Linked DNA regions of Mus musculus: all the other regions are linked to region 2. Evidence: chromatin contacts called from public promoter capture Hi-C data. All regions are on one chromosome and are shown on one strand. The core of a region is the stretch at or near the end of the contact, and the rest is flanking DNA. Distances in the headings are between cores, read along the strand shown.

The links. Promoter capture Hi-C pulls out the DNA fragments that hold promoters and counts their contacts.
Region 1: a contact with region 2 is called in a promoter capture Hi-C map of hippocampal neurons, with 3 times the contacts expected there. The contact joins the promoter of Lmntd2 here to the promoter of Kndc1 in region 2. A contact is called at or near these places in 1 of 39 promoter capture datasets (hippocampal neurons) and 1 of 115 datasets of contacts at active chromatin or transcription factors (astrocytes).
Region 3: a contact with region 2 is called in a promoter capture Hi-C map of hippocampal neurons, with 4 times the contacts expected there. The contact joins the promoter of Ifitm2 here to the promoter of Kndc1 in region 2. A contact is called at or near these places in 2 of 39 promoter capture datasets (embryonic stem cells and hippocampal neurons).
Region 4: a promoter capture Hi-C map of stem cell-derived epiblast-like cells shows a contact between it and region 2, with 2.8 times the contacts expected there. The contact joins the promoter of Ifitm3 here to the promoter of Kndc1 in region 2. A contact is called at or near these places in 3 of 39 promoter capture datasets (cranial neural crest, hippocampal neurons and stem cell-derived epiblast-like cells).

What each region holds. Positions count from the first base shown.
Region 1 is chr7:141,212,759-141,216,046 of GRCm38.p6, reverse strand. Lmntd2 (lamin tail domain containing 2) reads left to right here and starts at 1,575. Exons shown (of 14, transcript NM_001382822.1): 1 at 1,575-1,612; 2 at 1,970-2,173; 3 at 2,261-2,413; 4 at 2,758-2,845; 5 at 2,966-3,121. The coding sequence starts at 1,989. Rassf7 (Ras association (RalGDS/AF-6) domain family (N-terminal) member 7) reads right to left here and starts at 187. Exons shown (of 6, transcript NM_025886.3): 1 at 107-187.
Region 2 is chr7:139,893,101-139,896,281 of GRCm38.p6, reverse strand. It overlaps Kndc1 (kinase non-catalytic C-lobe domain (KIND) containing 1), which reads right to left and starts at 1,586. Exons shown (of 31, transcript NM_177261.4): 1 at 994-1,586. The coding sequence starts at 1,095.
Region 3 is chr7:140,954,458-140,957,440 of GRCm38.p6, reverse strand. It overlaps Ifitm2 (interferon induced transmembrane protein 2), which reads left to right and starts at 1,480. Exons shown (of 2, transcript NM_030694.1): 1 at 1,480-1,771; 2 at 2,268-2,602. The coding sequence starts at 1,526. The coding sequence ends at 2,456.
Region 4 is chr7:141,009,419-141,012,535 of GRCm38.p6, reverse strand. Ifitm3 (interferon induced transmembrane protein 3) reads left to right here and starts at 1,792. Exons shown (of 2, transcript NM_025378.2): 1 at 1,792-2,139; 2 at 2,647-2,946. The coding sequence starts at 1,891. The coding sequence ends at 2,811.

The DNA.
Region 1 (3,288 bases), core at 326-2,825, 1.3 Mb before region 2:
CGGCCACCACGCGTCCCTTCACCCAGATTCGCTTCTCCTCGGTCGAAGACGGCTCCCTGATGCCGCGCCCAGTGCTCAGGAGTCTCGAGAACCCGGCACAGCTCACCTGGGTACTTGCTGGCCTTCGGGACTTGGGCGCTTCGGTGCCGCCTCAACCTGCTGTCCCAGCGCCGCGGCGCGCCCAACCTCACGGCCTCATTGGCTCCCGGTCTTCACGCCCCGCCCCACAGCATCCCATTAGCTCGGAGGCGTGTGTCTCCCGCCCCATGCCCACTCCCATTGGCGACCCTTCTCCCACCACGCCCCATTGGCTCGTTACTCGGTCCCGCCCCGGAGGCAACCAGGTGTGGGCGGGGCCCTGAGTTAGGTAGTGGCCGGACGGAGTCGCCCCAGATGCTCACCTCTGTTAATCAATGCGGAAGCGCGTCTGCTGCTGCGTTAGCTCTGGGCTGATTGGCCCAAGTGAGGTGTGCTCCCAGCTCAGACTTCCTCAGCCGACTTTCAAAGTGCTGGTCTCCGCCCACAGAGAGGGCTCCTGACTGGAATCCTGCAACCCTGACGTGCACCCCATCTCAACAATCGCTCTAGGCCTTTTCAGCCCTGCTCCCTAAGGAATCTGTGGCTGAGGACACCGGGAAGAAAGGCCATGAACACTCCCGCCCACCTCGTTCCATTCCGGGCTGCTACCCGAGGGAGGTGGAGTTTAGTGGGCCCTGCACCCTGGTGGGGGAGGGGGTCGTCCCTGAGGCTGACTGGGACAAAGACCCTGGGATCTTTGTCTGAAGCTCCATCCTCTCCCCTCCCCCAACGGATCCAGCGTCCTCCACAGCAGTCCTCCTCTCCCTGAAGCGGGAGGGGGGCGGGGGGCTAATGGCTTCTCTGCTGCCCTGGTGGGGCTCTGTCTGCTCTGCCCCATCGCAATGCTGTGGGAGGAGATTCCCAAGCCCTTGTGGCCATAAGGAAGCAGATGGAAGTATGAGGCTGACAAGGTAGAAGGAACCTTCTGGGCCTCTCTTCTGATCTGAGGCAGAAGCAAGGTCCTTCAGGGTTCACTAGTGGAACTACCATTGGGGAGAGCCCAGAGGTGTGGAGATAAACACAGGAAGGCTTCCAAGAGTTAGGTAGAAGGCTATCAGACACAGCTTCACTTGTTGGCTAGAGTTAGCACAGCCTCTCCAGTCTCTTATCACCATCCTTGACTGCCCCTTAAATCAACTCACTTCCCTAGGACCATTTACATACTCAAGACACCTATACATACTTCTCTCTCTCTCTCTCTCTCTCTCTCTCTCTCTCACACACACACACACACACACACACACACACACACACACCACACTGAATTTACTCATAGGACACCATTGTTTTCCAGTACCAGCCTATCACCACTGGCTAGGGACAGGTAGTTCCCTGGGCCTCCTTGGCTTAGCTGGGTGGGTAGGAATCTGGTTTACAGATCCAGACCATATTGGTACAGAATGCACTCGTGGTCCTGGGCCGGGTCTCCCTGGATGCTTCTGGTAACAGACACCCTCCCCCCTCAGGTACAGAAATCCATGGCAACGGTATAGAATGCTTCCTTCCCTAGGCCTTCTGTGGGTTTAGGCCTCAGGTGAGTTTGGTGGTGAGTTCCTGGGCTGAGGGGGACATGAGTAGGAGTTTCAGGCAAAAGGTTAGCACCTAGCCTGAGTTTAAGTAGGGAAAGAGGGGACAGTAGGGAATATATGTATATACTGGGGATATGTTGCCCAGGAAAGTGACCTGCTGTCCTAGCCTGAAACATAGAGATGAGGACACTTGTGTGAGCAGCAGTCCTATGTCCTATTGAGTAGTCACCTGTAAGCCTCCTCAGAAAGAACTGGCAAGTGCTAACTGGGCCTCTGTGGCACACAGAGAGAGTCCTGTGAGGTTCCCACACCTGGGACACAGGACAGACTCTATTCTGCTTCCGGCCTTCCTTCCTTCCCAGCTCCTGAGCAACATCAAGCATGGCCCCTAAGTCTTGCCAGGAGTCTGAAGATAAGCAGGTATCCCCAGCTCCAGCAGGTGTACAGCCAGACAGCAGTGACTTAGGGTCTCCAGTTGGCACACCTGTCGACAGAGTGGCTCCTTCCTATTCTCAGAGCGCTAAGCTCTACACATCCACACCAATGGGCTGCTCCGTCAAGCAGCAGTAAGGAGGCAGCGGGGTGGGGCGGCCTCCTGGGCTGGGCCAGCCAACGGGCCAGCCTGATCAAACCACAGGGCTCTGAAATTGCAGGTTAGCCCCTGAAACCCTGGACCCACGTACCCTGAGGCTCTTATGGGAACAGAGAGAACTAGAGATCCAGGCACTTCGGTGGGCTGTTCAGAATGGCCACAATGCCCGATACTCCAGCATCCTGCAAGAGGTGGCAGGGGTTCCCTCTGAGCGGTCAGTGGTGAAACCCTCAGCCCAACCCAGGTCCTACCCTGCTGTGGCTCCTACTTTCTGTCTGACCCCAGCCTCAACCACTGAGCCCTCCTCTACCTGATTGCCTCTAACTTTACTCCTTGCATGACTTGACACTCTGCCATACCCTTGATTAAGTTACTGTGCTGGAAATGTCATCCTACTCCCTAGCATGTAGACCCCTGCCCAGACCTGTTAGGGTTTACTCTGCACTGGCCTGTTCTAATATGTGCCTCCAGGGTTTGGTGGCTGTGGGGCCTCCTTTACCTACTCTTCGGAACCCTTGCTTGACCTAGACTAAGGGGTATGATTGCCCCTCCTACCAGGAACTCCAAAAGTCAAGACAAATTCCTGCGGAACCAGGTCCAGAAGCTAACCCTGGAGCTGAAAGCACAGAAGGAACAAGCTCAGCAGGTGATGGGGTGGGATCAGGGATCAGGGCGATGACTTGGCAGGCTGTAGCTACCCACCTAGGGTTGGTCTGAAAGGTGGGGCCACTGGAGGCCTCTCTCACTGGCAGAAATTCCTCATCAGGAGAAACAGCAGTTAGAGGAGAAACTGCAGCAGAACCTCTGGGCAAAGCAGCAGCTGGAGGCTGAGCTTCAGACTTTTCAAAAATCATGCCTTCTGCAGCTAGCCCGTTCCTCTTGGGTGGGACGCGTGCTGAGGTCTCAGACCGGCAGCGTCGAGGTGAGTTTGTGCTCCTGACCTAATACCTCTCAGGCACCCCCCCCCCAACACTTCTTGATCGGTCAGCATGCTTTTGTAGGCAGGTGTCTTTGTCGGGGCTCCCGGCCCGCCTGTCTGAGAAACCTGTCTCCCTTGAGATGCCTCCACAAGGAGCAGTCCTCATTTAG
Region 2 (3,181 bases), core at 337-2,836:
GCGAGATGTCCAAAGGTTTATTTATTCCCTGGACTCTCCTCTTCACAGCCTTAAATTGCACCAAATCCAGGCCACTCAGGGGTGGGGGTGGGGGGCAGCACCAACCCCAGCACTACTCAGAGGGCCCTGGAGGTGGGACAGGCAGGAGCAATTTTTTAAAAATGCTTTCAGAGCCCACTCTTTTAGGGAAAAGGAAGGGAAGAGCTGCCAGGGCCTGGTGCTGCAGACCACACAGGCTTATGCTTCAGGAGGATTCTGGCTAACTTTCACTCATCTGCTGGCCAGACCAGCTGCAAAGGCTGGTGGAGGGTCTCTAGCACCAGGGTATTTCAGGGACTAAAGAATGGTGTATTCTTTACAGGGACTCCAGAGCCTGGTTTGGAGGAGCTCCTCAAAGGTCCTGTATTCTTGAGGGAGCTCAAGATACCCCCGGGAGCATTTTTTTGGGGGGGGCTGCTTGCCATGCTTTTTCAAAACATGGAGTTTGTGCATGACCATTGTTTGGGGGCTTAGGGAAGGGGTCCCTCGCTTCTCCAACCAAGAGGGGCTCTGTGTAGCTCCAGCCACTCTGTACTAGAGGCTCTCAGGGAACTTGGGGGAGGAAGGTTTTTCCAGAGAAGGAAGAACCCTCAATGATGGGAAGGGGTCTCACTGGCCATTCCTAAGCTCATCTGCTTCAACACCTGGCCAGCTGTGGAGGTCAGGTGTGTCCCTATTGTCCCTACCTGCCAGAATCTTCACCCTCCCCCCCCCAATTCTGTTCAAGGATTAAAACCAAGAGCCCATTCCTCCAGTAGCCAACTTTACAGGGACAGTCCCATTGCTGTCCCATATAGCATTCCAGCTGTTCTGTGGCGGGTGGGGCTGAGGACAGGATCCCCTAGCAGTTGCTACTATGAGGGGCCAGAATCTATGCAGCAGAAGAGCTGTGTTCCACCCACTTCTTTTCCCCACCCCTTTTCTGGAGCAGGTGGGCTTCTGGGACGGGCTCACCTCATCCTCCGGCAGGGTGGGGAGCGGCTCGAAGTCGTAGAAGTCCAAGTCCTTGCCATCTTCCTCGTAGAAGCCCCGGGAGGCTGGGTCCATGGCCTGCATCTTGGCGCTCAGCAGGGCCTGCGCGCAGGTTGCAACTCTGGCCCTGGACAGAGCTCCGGTCTGGGATCCCCTCCCCAGCAGGTTTTCTCTGGGTCAGATCCCCTCTCTGGCGGGTCCTTTCCCGGGCAGATCCCGGTCCAAGCTGGCTGCCGCCTCTGAGCCTGCCGGGCTGAGCTGGGCACCGCCAGCTACGCGCGCCCGGCCGCCATGGCAACGCGCCCGCTGCCTGCCGCAGTGTCGCCAAACGGTGGCGCGGGGACGCCTGGGGCGGGGCCGGGGGTGGCTCCCTGAGGGCCGTGGTCACTGGCGGGCCGGGGCCGAGTTTGGGCTCCGCAGATGTCTTCAACTACGTCAGCCTCCGGGGTGCACCCTGCGCCTGCCTGCGCTGTCTGTGACAGTTCGGGGCGGAGCCACTCCGCGCAGCGGCCATCCTAGGGGTCTGCACCTACCTAGACTGAGGGTACCAAGGCTGAGCCCACCTAGATCACACTGGTCCTCAGGACTTTCGCAGTTCCCGCCCCACCCAACCCAGGGGCGGGGTTGCTGCAGTCACCTCCAGTGGCAGCCACGGACTGGGGCAGGTACTGGGTTCTTTAGCTCCTGGAGTCTTTTCCTTGGCTGGGTCCAGTGATGGGCAGAGAATCAGAGTTCATTCACCACAAGCACAGCAAAGGACTACATGGCTCTCCCAAACTTGGCAAAGGACAGACATAGAACCCCTTCCACAGGCTAGTGTTTTTGTTTCTGACAGTCTTTACAACCTTAGCTGGCAGAACTATGGACCACAGCTCCTGAAGCACACTGTAGGTCAGATCGGCTCCTGGCATTGCTGGCTCTATCCCTAGAGCCTAGACTGATCAGACATAATAGTAGACACTCTGCTATGCGCTCCTTGAGTGAAGGAGGGTGGGTTTGTAACTGGTCATGCAGAGTCCAAGGATACAACGCAGTTAGGGATGCTAATTCTCAACAGCCTGCCCTTAGGGCTTCCAATTATTAGCTATTCAAGAGCTTGCAGCCAGGGTAGGTGATGGAAGGTACTGGAAACTTGAGTTGGAGAACAGACATCTCACAGGTCTGCTCACTCCTCCAACACTGTTTTGGGTCAGAAGGGGGCAGATGTGACCAGCAGACACTGTTTGGACTCCCGGGCTTTAGCTGCAACCTGTCTCCGGGCTCTAGATAGATGGCTGAGCCCTGTGCCTCAGTCCGCTGCTTTGGGCCAAGCTGACTCCTTCCTTTGTTCAAGCTTTGATGCTTCTCAGCCACCTTTTCCTCCATGTGCTGCCCTGGTCTGTGCTCTCCTAACCTGTTCTCCACCCAGCCTATACACTTCCAGCCTGTCCTCTCCCTGGTCTGTGCTCCCCAGCCTGTCCTCCCCCTGGTCTGTGCTCCCCAGTCTGTCTTCCCCTGGTCTGTGCTCCCCAACCTGTTCTCTACCCAGCCTGTACACTTCCAGCCTATCCTCTCCTTGTTGTGTGCTCCCCAGCCTGTCCTCCACCCACCCTGTGCTCCCCAGCCTGTCCTCCACTCAGCCTGTACACTCCCAGGCTGTCCTCTGCCCAGCTTGTGCTCCCCAGCCTGTCCTCCACCCAGCCTGTACACTTCCAGCCTGTCTTCCACCCAGCCTGTCCTCCACCCAGCCTGTGCTCCCCAGCCTGTTCTTCAATCCACTCCCTCCAGCCCGTGCTCCCTTAGTTTATCCTCCTCTGTAGGCTGTGATGCCCTCAGCTTGTGCTCCTCCAGCCACGCTCTTATCCCAGTCTGTGCTCCCTACAAAAGGTGCTCCCAAGTCTGTGCTCCTCTGTAGCCTATGTTGTCCTGAGCCTGTTCCCCTGAGCCTGTTCCCCTGAGCCTGTGCTCTCCAAATCTGTGCTGCCCAGGCTTATGCTTCCCAGCCTGTGCTCTCTCCACAGGCAGTGCTCCCTGAAGCTTAGTGCTTTCCTCTAGTTGACGCTCATCCCATCTGTGCTCCCTAAGCCTGTGCACGCCACAGCTGGTGCATCTCAGCCTGTGCTCTGCCTTTCTTCAGACTCCATGCTCTCTTGAGGAACCTAGGTAGGTATGACCAGAAAGACAAGGCTCT
Region 3 (2,983 bases), core at 231-2,730, 1.1 Mb before region 2:
CACACCACCACCAAACCAAACAATAACAAAGACACCTTACCCCACCCTCTTTCCCTTTAGCCCCTGGAGGCTGCTCACCTACTTCTGACCTGAGAGCTGTTCATAAGGCTTATTCAGGTTTAGCATATATCAGAGCTTTCCTTTTTCATTTGCCAGTTGATAGACATCTAACCTCTGTCTGTTGCCTGTCGTTACGAATGCTGCTGTAGACATGAGATACAGGCATACAGGATACGTATAGACATGTGTTCATTCTCTTACACACGAGAAGTGGGATTCTGGGTTGTAGCTTCGATCTGCCCACTGCCTGCAAAGCCTGCAGCATCAGTGGTGTGGTTTCTTTGCTTCTAAACTACAGTGCTTCCTAATGGGTATGAGCAGTGTGCTGCTGGGGCTTTGATCTGCATTTTGCTAATGAGCAAGAATGTGGAGCCTGTTACCCATTGTGCCTCTTCTAGAAGAAATGTTGAGTTCCCCTTTCGTTCATTTTTTTAAAATTTTTACTTACTACTTTTTATTCATTTATTTAAGACAAGCTGTCATGTAGCCCAGGCTGGACCTTGAACTGATTCTCCTGCTGACCTTTCCCAAGTGCTGGGATTACAGACATGTGACCTGCTCCAGCTTTTGAGGCTCTGATCGATGGTGATGGTTGTACAAGTAGAGGCGAACAAGGGCTCTGTAGTTAGACTCACTGATCTCCTCCTTGCTCCATTCTGCCCTGTGGGATGAAATTTGGGTGCTGGGGGTGGGGGTGTGAGGTTACTGAATGGGTTCAAGTGTCAAACGATTTGTGTCCTTCACCACCAGGGAACTTCCCTTGTTTCTAGGACGCTCAGTTCCCTCACTGCTTCTGCCGGGAAAGACTCGGAGTTCCCTGTGTAGCCGTACTCCTACAGGCTTCATTTTAGCAATGGCTGTTTCGCAACTGGTAGGAAAACATCTGCCTTCCATAAGCTCCCCGGCTGCAGCCAAGTGACTGGAATTTTCCTTCCCTAGCTAGCCAGGAGCATCCAGGCCCTGTGCTGGAAGGCTCCTCCTTCCCCAACTGACAGCCAAAGAAACATTGAGTTGCAGATCTCCCCAGCCCCCACCTGCAACAGATTAGTTTAGGGGTGTGTGTGCTTGGGGTTTTTTAGAGGAGGCCCTCACTGTGAGGCCAGGTTTAGGGATGTACCAGGGGTGTGAGAGCAGGGGGCTGGGGAGACTAGATCTGGGGAGAAGTTCTAGTATGCCTACTGTAAGCAGGAGGTGGAGACCTTCAGACAAGTTTTAGCCCTGGGACAAGTCTAGATCCCTGGAAGTTTATACAGAGGTACCTCAACAGTCAACTAGTCCTGAAGTAATTTGATACTCAAGGCCTAAGTACCGCCCACTTCAGTATCCAGCCAATTCCCCACAGTAAGGCCCTCTGGAGACTAACCCACCAACAGGAAAAGGAAATTGCTAGAGAAAGGGCGGGTCTACAGAACCAGGATAGCAGCAGCCATCCTCCAGACGGGGCGATTGTTCCAGAGTCAGTACCATGAGCCACAATTCTCAAGCCTTCTTGTCCACCAATGCCGGGCTTCCTCCAAGCTATGAGACAATCAAAGAGGAGTACGGGGTGACTGAGCTGGGGGAACCCAGCAACTCAGCTGTTGTGAGGACCACCGTGATCAACATGCCCAGAGAGGTGTCGGTGCCTGACCATGTGGTCTGGTCCCTGTTCAATACACTCTTCTTCAACGCCTGCTGCCTGGGCTTCGTTGCCTATGCCTACTCTGTGAAGGTGAGTGTGCTAGAGGGGGTGGGAGGGAATGGTGTAAGAAGGTGTGTGTGAGCCTGAAGCGCCATCTACTCAGATAGCACCGAGGTGTGAGTGTGGGGTCCTTTCTGTAAGAAAGTGTGTGTGCACCCTTCCTATTTGTGTGTGTGTGTGTGTGTGTGCGTGCGTGCGTGCGCGCGCGCGCGCGCGCGCACTGTCTGTCTCTGGTGTTGGAGACTTTCTGATAGTCACAGGATGAAACTGCCTGGGGATTCTGGGGCCAGACTTTCCCCACCCCTTCACCCTTTAGACTGGGGCCCTAATCTGTGTGGAAAGTGAGGTATGCAGCGAATGCTGGAGCTTACTGTATAGTTTGTGTTTGTGTGTGTGTGAAAAGAGGGGAGGGTTTCCCGGCTGGAGGGAGTGAGACAGTGGGCAGGGAGCAGTTGGGGAAATGGAGCCAGAGCACCTGGCTCTCAGCTGGCCAGCTCCAGGGCTCCTTACATCTAATTTCCTTCAGTCTAGGGACAGGAAGATGGTGGGCGATGTGGTTGGAGCCCAGGCCTACGCCTCCACTGCCAAGTGCCTGAATATCAGCTCCCTGATCTTCAGCATCCTTATGGTCATTATCTGCATCATTATTTTCTCTACCACCTCTGTGGTAGTCTTTCAGTCTTTTGCACAAAGAACACCCCATTCTGGATTCTAGCTGCCCTGTGCTCCACGGTCCACATCTGCCCCGCCCCTGCCCCGCCCCCAGGCTCAAGCCTCGACCCTTTACCCTACGCGTATGCAAATGTTACCTTCACCTATCTGTCCACAGTGGATTCAATAAAGTGCACGGGGTGGCAACTCTGGCTGTGACTCACTGTTCTCTGGTTCTGTACCGAGCTCACCTTGCATCCTTTTTGTCTGAGGAGAGCAAGTGTCGTTAACTTGTCAGGCTTCTGGTCTCCAGATATGGGCAGCAGCCGACCTGTGGGTTTTTGCCTGATCCAGGCAGAGGGGATCCGAGGATCATCTAACGCTGAGGCCGTGCTCCCGGGGGTCCCAGGAAGGGTGCAGAACTTTGGGCAAAGGAGGCTCCGGCCTAGGAGTGAAAGACACCCGGAGTCCTTTACTTTAGGGGAAAAGAAATCCCTAGCCAAGATGTGTCCTCTTTTTGTGGTGGCCTCTTGGATATGACTTCAAGCTCCTGAGCTGGCCCGCACACAAAAGTTGGGTGCTGTGAAGTTT
Region 4 (3,117 bases), core at 543-3,042, 1.1 Mb before region 2:
CAACAGAGTGAGTTCCAGGGCAGCCAGGAATACACAGAGAAACCCTGTCTCGAAAAATCAAAAACAACAACAACAACAACAAAAAAGTTATACCAAGATCCATCATTCCTGAAACCAGAGTGTGTTGTGACCACAGGATAACGCTTGCTATCACTTAAGGGCTGGGTGTGTGTGTGTGTGTGTGTGTGTCATTCATATTATTTTATCTCCCACTCCGCTGAGAGGCAACAGAAGGATGTGTGAAGAGCAGTGTGAAGTAGGCCTTGGAGAGGTATCCGCAGAACAGAAAGAAATAACACCAGAAACCAACAGAAACCACCACTTTCAGGCTCCAATCAGAGTCCCTGTGGCCAGTCCAAAGCCCTACCCCTGAGGCCTGAGGCCTGACTGAGGCCTGGAAGGAGGCCTCTGTGAGGTAGGTACGCCCATGGAAACCACTCTACCTAGCTTCCCAGAGGCAGACTTTTTCAGAGATGTTGACTAAACCAGCACCAGCTAATAGGACTGCAAAGAAGGGAGTCTGTAGGAGGTGCTGATGTCTCTGTGAAGAACTCAAGAAAGATAATGAAATGAGTGGAACCTAGAAACTAGAGCAGCCCCAGCTCCCAAGACTCAGGGCACTAGGAAGGGTGGGTGCTGCAGGGCACCTTGAAGGAGATCTCTGTAGTAGCCTGGTCCTTCCAGTGCCACCAAGATAGAAAGTGGATGCAAGTCCTAACAAGAGAAGCCAGGCCAGATGTCCCTGTTATCACTGAGTCCTTCAGTATGATCAGGAGTAGCTTTCCTGGTCACAGCCCTCACCCCACCAAGCGTTTGAGAAAGCGTCTCTGGTAGGACGAAGGTCCTCTCGGTGACCATGCCACTAGCACTAATAAATTTTGTTAGGGCAGGAGGGAAAAAGAGTGGCTGTAGCACCAACAGGCCAGCCCAGGACCATGAGGTCAGAGCCAAGTGACCGAAGATCATTTAGTTCTAATACCAAAGTCCAGTGGTTGATCACACTTAGGGCACTAGGGCTCTGCAAGGAGAGAGACACAGAGGCGTGTTAGCATTTTGTCTAGGCTCTGCCCCACAGTTATCTGGCAACAGCTGGGTGTGCCTGACTCACACTAAAAGGGGCTGCTCCCCCCCTTACTCTCTAACCTTCCTGCACCTGCTTCCCCCTCCTCATTCCCCACTCCCTCCGAGTGCTCATGGCCAGCCTCTACTTCTCTGTTCTCTCTCTCTCTCTCTGCCTTTCTCTGTCTCTACTACCCTCTCAACCCCCTCCCCATGAATAGAGAATAAACTCTGTTCTATGCGATACCACCGTGTGGCTGGTCCCTCAAAGGGAAGGGACGCTTCAGCGTGGGCCTGCAGAGGCCCCCCCTCCCCCAACATATGACTGCATAGCCACCGAAGATATTCCTTCTCTCTCCTCTTTAAAACACAAGAAGTACCGTTCATCCCACCTGTCTATGAAGCCAGGAGAACTGGCGTTCATAGTGAGAGGCTCTCTGGGCACTCTTTATTGCTGAATAAAGAATAGAGGGTTCTTTGGGGCCTGGCTGGGACCTTGATAAGGAACAGTGAGGTTCTGCAGCTGTGAGCGTGAGCTTGGTTGACTCCAGGACCCCTCACTCTTAAACACTGAGGTTTGGGCCTTGGGACAAGTCCTGACTTGGGCTCCTGGCCTGGAAGTTCCCCTGATTCACAATCCTTCCTGACATCCTGCCCTGGAGTAATTTGATCCGCAGGCTTTTTAGATCCCCGCCCCTCTGAACCCAGAGCAGTTTCATCAAGCCAAAATTCAGGAAAAGGAAACTTCTGAGAAACCGAAACTGCCGCAGAAAGGGCAGACCCGCAGCGCGCTCCATCCTTTGCCCTTCAGTGCTGCCTTTGCTCCGCACCATGAACCACACTTCTCAAGCCTTCATCACCGCTGCCAGTGGAGGACAGCCCCCAAACTACGAAAGAATCAAGGAAGAATATGAGGTGGCTGAGATGGGGGCACCGCACGGATCGGCTTCTGTCAGAACTACTGTGATCAACATGCCCAGAGAGGTGTCGGTGCCTGACCATGTGGTCTGGTCCCTGTTCAATACACTCTTCATGAACTTCTGCTGCCTGGGCTTCATAGCCTATGCCTACTCCGTGAAGGTGAGTGTGCTAGAATGGGGGGAGTGATGGTGTAAAAAGGTGTGTGTGAACCTGAAGCTCCATCTACCCAGATGGCACCGAGGTATGAGTGTGGGGTCCTTTGTTTAAAATAAGTTTGTGTTCATTCTTCTGTGGTGTGTGTGTGTGTGTGTGTGTGTGTGTGTGTGTACACGTGTAGGCTTAAAGGCTCTCTGGGGGCAGACACAGGGTGAGGCTGCCTGGGGATTCTGGAGTCAGACTCTTCCAATGCAGAGATGCCTATAGCACCTTCACTCAACAGACTGGGATTCTAGCCTGTGTGGAAAATGTTCAGGAGATTCATGGGGAACAATAGCCTACAGTGGGGTGAACAACAAGTGCTAGGGCCTCCTGGATGATCAGAGGATGTAAAATGTTCCTGACCTAAGATGGGGAGATGCAGTCCACAGGGAGTACGTCAGGAAAACTGTCAGAGCATCTGCCTATCAGCTCCAGGGCCACTGACCGTGTCTATCTGTTCTGCTCCAGTCTAGGGATCGGAAGATGGTGGGTGATGTGACTGGAGCCCAGGCCTACGCCTCCACTGCTAAGTGCCTGAACATCAGCACCTTGGTCCTCAGCATCCTGATGGTTGTTATCACCATTGTTAGTGTCATCATCATTGTTCTTAACGCTCAAAACCTTCACACTTAATAGAGGATTCCGACTTCCGGTCCTGAAGTGCTTCACCCTCCGCAGCTGCGTCCCTCCTTGCCCCTCCCTACACGCAGGTGTAACACTCATTTATCTATCCACAGTGGATTCAATAAAGTGCACTTGATAACCACCATCCTATGACTGCTTTTATTCCTCCCACCCCTCTATCTTCCTTGCTCTGAGGTGGACATGTAGGTTATCCTCAATTTGGCAGTAGTCTCTGGCCTGCTGTTGTGGACATTTGCTGGCCAAAGTCCTGGATGGTATTTGGCTGCTTCAGGCAGGGAGAACTCAAGCTTCAAC